Linked DNA regions of Danio rerio: region 1 is linked to region 2. The links are chromatin contacts, called in public HiCAR-type maps. All regions are on one chromosome and are shown on one strand. The core of a region is the stretch at or near the end of the contact, and the rest is flanking DNA. Distances in the headings are between cores, read along the strand shown. Region 1 overlaps sall1a (spalt-like transcription factor 1a). Region 2 has its middle 210 kb from the start of sall1a.

What was found. HiCAR-type assays count read pairs that join an accessible place to other places.
Region 1: a HiCAR-type map of caudal fin shows a contact between it and region 2, with 6 times the contacts expected there. The contact joins two enhancer-like sites. A contact is called at or near these places in 1 of 18 Hi-C or Micro-C datasets (embryo) and 1 of 4 datasets of contacts at active chromatin or transcription factors (caudal fin).

The regions. Positions count from the first base shown.
Region 1 is chr7:37,599,112-37,601,811 of GRCz12tu, forward strand. It overlaps sall1a (spalt-like transcription factor 1a), which reads left to right. Exons shown (of 3, transcript NM_001146014.1): 3 at 1-286. Among named protein-coding and RNA genes, the nearest start is that of sall1a, 14 kb to the left of the region's middle. Within about 2 kb of position 1,425, at least 14 of the 62 cell types and tissues checked have an H3K27ac peak or open chromatin away from gene starts, as enhancers often do. A contact at or near this core is called in caudal fin, where this site is marked.
Region 2 is chr7:37,375,614-37,378,313 of GRCz12tu, forward strand. It overlaps a transcript of sall1a not described here. Among named protein-coding and RNA genes, the nearest start is that of sall1a, 210 kb to the right of the region's middle. Within about 2 kb of position 1,293, at least 6 of the 62 cell types and tissues checked have an H3K27ac peak or open chromatin away from gene starts, as enhancers often do. A contact at or near this core is called in caudal fin, where this site is marked.

The DNA of each region.
Region 1 (2,700 bases), core at 175-2,674, 220 kb after region 2:
ATACTTTTTTTTCTTTCCGGATGTGGAGCAACAAATTCCTTTACAACAATTGTACATAGTCTTACTCGAAGACATCAAGTCCATCTCGACCAGGGGACAAAATGATGATAGTGTTTTTATAAATATTATATAAATATATATATATATGGACTGTTACATGCACTTTCTTGAAAAGTTGGAAGATCTTTTAGGGCCCAGTTTCTCTACAGTTTAATACCTACTAACAACTACGTTACTGTAATTCTTTACTCTAATAATCAAATACATCAGTTTTCCAAAAGAAAGAGTGTCGGCCTTGATGATTTATTTGTTTCTCTCTCTCTCTCTCTCTCTCTCTCTCTCTCGAGTTTGTTCATCCATCTTAAGTGTTTAAATTATGTAAGTATTTTTTCATTTAAAAAATGTTGAGGTTGCCCAGTCGATATCCTGTTTTTACCTCGGGTAGAATTTCTTTTGGCTGATGGACTATGGATTTCTTCTCCCGACAGAGTGCATTAAACGTGTGAAATGTTAATCCAAAGTCGGTTACATATTTAACTTCAACGTGTCAGACCGCGTCCGTCAGGATGCAAATGCAATTACAGAGCGCTTCATTAAAACACATGCAGCTCGGCTGTAAGTCACATTTCTGAGTTCATCATTCTGCCTCTTGACAGGCTTCAGCATCTTTAATTAAACAATCGATCGTTTTAGAAGCCCCTTTCTTTCAGCGTTTGTTTAGATGGATTGGTTCACCGTTCCTGTCTCATAAGGGAAAGTTTTCATGTAGGTTAAGCCGTTTTCTTTAAATGAATGGGGTAGGTTTTTAGATGAAGTCTGTAAAATTAGGCTCCTCCGTAAATGTTATGTTTTATCTAGATTTTTCTTTTTGCTTTAAATGTTACTTTAAACATTTTATATAGAACAACAATTTAGCACATTCTTCTAATTTTATGCGGTACAAAAGCGACATTTGCTTCCGCCTCTGCATCTAAAGCAAGGTTTTGTCCTCACCAGCAAAGGCTTAAAATATCCTTTTATGCAGGTGCTTTATTGTTATAGTTTTAATATTGATTCTCTGTACGTATTCAGCCACTTTTAAAACATTTAGGCTGTAAACTCTTAAAGTAAATGTCACTGATGAAGAGTGGGCTTTAAAAATCAAAATAATAACCATCAATCTATCATCGTTTAACATAAAATATATGTCCTGCTTTTTCACCAGCTGCATTTAATTTAACACACCATTGCACTTCCTGAAACGCAGGATCTGTTAATTCGAGGCTCTCATCCTCTCGCCCTACGCCGCCTCCTCCCCGGATTTTATAGCTGGCTAAATTCCCCAATATTTACAAGATCGCGATGCTAAATGACCCTTGCAAACAGTCCGGGAGCGGCAGAGGGTCCCGCCCCTCTCAATCTGTGCTCCTTCTTTGAGGAGCCGCGACAGGCGCTTTGTTTGGACACTTCGTCAGTTTCCGGATTCCGCGGTGACAGCGCGCGCGCTCTTCATTCACACCGTCGCTCTAAAGTTTTCAGTTAATGACATTTCTCATGCGGTGTTTCATATAAAAGTGATTTGATTCTCTCTTGTTAAACTTTGTTCTTAGGCGAAAACATTTCTTATTTCCGTTAATGTCGCCAAACGTTATTACTGGCATTTCTTAATAATAAATGGTTAAAGTAAATTGATTGTTTCTCTGTTATTTGCAATGAGTCATATCGAATATTAGCCTGATAAACAAGGAAATAATTTATCATGTTATGTTAATATCGAAACGTCCATTTAAAACAGCTTGAATAATAATAATAATAATAATAATAATAATAATGGCAATAATAAATAATTTCAACGAATGGCCGTCTGTTCAGACCATATGAAAATTACCATTTTGGTGGGTTGGAAAACATTTTCTTACATTAATAATAATAACTAATAGTTGAATAGGATAATAAGTCAATAAAATATACTGTAGTTTATTCCAATTCAGTTCTTAGTTTTTGTGATCAAACCTTTTTTAATTTAACTATGATTCATTATCTTAAAAACAAACAAACAAATTAACAAATATAATAAATAGATAAATACGCTTTAACATATGTTCATGCATTGCATTAAAATTATGTTATTTAAAGATTAGTTTTAGTCTTTATTTTTATTCAAAAGCTCATGTTACCTTTTGTCTGCTTCTGCTCTGATAATGAAAGATTACATTTATTATTAGTCATCATTTATTTGTGCTATGATTATTACAATTATAAATGGTTAATATTATAAACATTACCTAATAGAGTGTGAATTGTCCTTTTATTTAAAACAATCAAAATACAAAGGCATCTTGAAATGGGATTTAAACAAATGAAACATTCTATGAAATTATTTGTATGAAGCAGACAATTATAGAAAAGTCAAAAACACCTGAAAAGTCTCCCTAGTCAGATCACAAAATGAAAGAATGACCTGAATATTAAACAATAATTACTACTAATGCTATAATAAACCCTGTTACCTTTCCCTGCATGGCATTATCGTTTATAAAAACATAGAGATGAACTGAGTGTAACTTTCAGTTGATCTACCATTGATGACCATATTTATTTATTTATTTATTTATTTATTTATTTATTTATTTATTTATTTATTATTTTTTATTTTGTTTGTTTATTTATTTTTTTATTTTTTATTTTTTATTTAAAGATTGCTATAGGAAAATGTGTCAG
Region 2 (2,700 bases), core at 43-2,542:
TTCTAGATTGGTATTTATGGTTTAAAATTATTTTTCTCAAACCAAAAAAAAGCAATGATAATAAAATTAATAGTTAATAGCTGCTTCTGTTGATCACACACACATACTGTACGCACACTTGCGTGCAAAGTTCTCATATATTTAAAACTGAATACATTAACTCTCGTTCAAGCATGAAAAGTGCCATTGCTTTCTCTTATTTTGGATTCCCTGCTAGCCATGGCAACCCCATTACTGTCGTATTTTCAATAATTAATCATTCATGTTTTCAATATGAGCCGTCCATTCATTCTTTTCCGTTGCACCTTAATGGTTTTGGGCTGTTGCAAATTTGGAGTCTCTCTTGTACCTGTCCGCAGAACATTCCCAGTGTTTATACAGCTGCCATGTGACTTGCTGTCCTCTCTCAGGCCATAGGACCTGGTCCCAAATATTTCATTTCCCAACTAAAACAACCAGCCCCCCTTTTTCAAAAGCACACACACACACACACACACACACATGGTACACACACACACACGGTGATGAATGTGTAATCACACTGATTAAGTTGTTATTAGAGGGCAGGAGATCCTCTGTAGGAAATGGGGGTGAGACACACAGATGATTATTTACATCCCTCTATTCTAACCGCAGCTGGAATAGAGAGGGGGAGGCAAAGAAATATGAATGCACGGCTTGGTGGGGTCTAGGTAAAGCTTTCTGTTTTCATTATGTGATGATGAAAATGGCGAAGAGTATCATTTAATATAATCACTGGAAAGTTTTATATATCAATGATCTTTCACACTTTTTTCGGACTACTTTTTCTATGAAGCTCATAGGTCTGGTGTCTTTTTGCCCTTTATACCTTTGTTTACCAGAAGGTGGTGCTGCTGCATCTTCTCTATCAAACTTTTAAAGCTTAGAGAGAACAAGCTTCGTACTGCTTCCCGGTACCCATGTCTTTGACTCCTCTCTCTCTCTCACACACACGAACACACACACGCACACACACACATATATATATAAACTGAGTTGACGTACTGTATGAAAGTAAGAAATAGATATTAGTGTACGTAAACATGTATACATATCTGTTTGTGTGTATGTGTGTTTTGCGTTTTCTAATTACTTCCTGGCCTAAGTGTAGATTTCCTGTTTATGTCATGGTATAAATTTGAACAAATTATATGATTTAAGAAATAAAATCAATACAGATTACGATATTTGACTATTTTCTGACTTTTACTCTGTTTCTTCTCCCACACACACTCACTCTCTCCCTCTCTTTTACGCTGTGAATGTGTGTGTGATGCAGCAGCATTTAAAGTCTCGTTCTGTGACACTGACTCTTAAAAAGAGATAGAAAGAGAAAGGGGCGAGAGAGAGAAGCAGGAAAAGAGAGAAGAAAAGAAATTGTTGTTGGTCTCGGGGAGAGTGAGGGGCAGTCGAGCAGTGATGCGGCGTCGAGCACCGGTATCATGGAGTTCTCAGTATGCAGAGGAGAGAGAGGTGTGTATTTACGTTTAGTGTCTTTACTGAATGCAGTGTGTAAGAGAGGTGTGTACAATGTGAGGCCTACGACAAAAAAATGGCAACAACAAAAAGTATTGATGACCTACAATCTTGTTACTGTTGTAATGGTTAATATTACTTAGTACTTATATTATATTCAATACATCATTGTTGGGTAAATCGTCTTCCATTTCTAATCTAATCTTAATTCTAGCCAGATAATAGGATGCATTTATAGTTTCAAAATGTTGATGAATGATTTTTGTTTATATTTATATCTATAGGATGACTCATAATTAAGATTTCACACACAATAGAAAAGCATGTATACTGTACATGGTCACACACAACACACACATAATTGAGTTGAGGGTAAATTGACAGGTTATGATGGCATACCAGCTAAAAAGACTTAACAAACAGGTGTAAAAAAATATATAATAATGTAAAAATAATATAAAAATAATGTCCATAGTGTATAGTAAATATTAAGTAATTATTTATTTATTCTGAAAGTCTGGAAATGTGAACAAGAAATATATTAATATTTGTTTTCTGTTACTTGATTCAAAAGTTAACATTTATTATTATATCCCTGAAATTATTTTACAAATACACACATTGTTAAATCTACTTAAATCTAATCGATTAAAAAAAATAGATTCAGTACAGCATTGGTTTTTAAATCAAATAAGGCGTCGAATACTCACGTCTGTGTGTACAGTATGCCGGTGTGTTTGTATGTTTTGTGGCAGCCTCTTTCTCTCTCTCGACATTCATCTGCATGTTGCCAATGATTTTAACAGTTTAAAACCAATCTCTCACTCACTGGGTTCAGAAGGGGCTCTTCACAGTTTGGCTGTCTTCTAACTGTTGATTGTGTGGCAGTTCTGTCACCACTTTTCTCTTCGCTGACAGCTAATGGAGTGTATCTTTGGAGCACTGCAACTCTATTTTAAAGTTACAATTAGGGGGAAGTTGTCATTACACACTGCAGTCATTTTCGTGAAGTTAATTGGAAGAGATTCTTAAAGTTCTCTTGGCTGTTCTTGCAGTGAAAACGGCGCTCAACAGTCTGCCTAATTTTCCTGTCTTAAACTGTGTGTTCAGGTGTGCTGGATGTCTTACGGCACACACACTCCCCCCCACCACACACACACACACACACATCTCAGTAGCTTTGTCTTGAATTGGATGTCACAA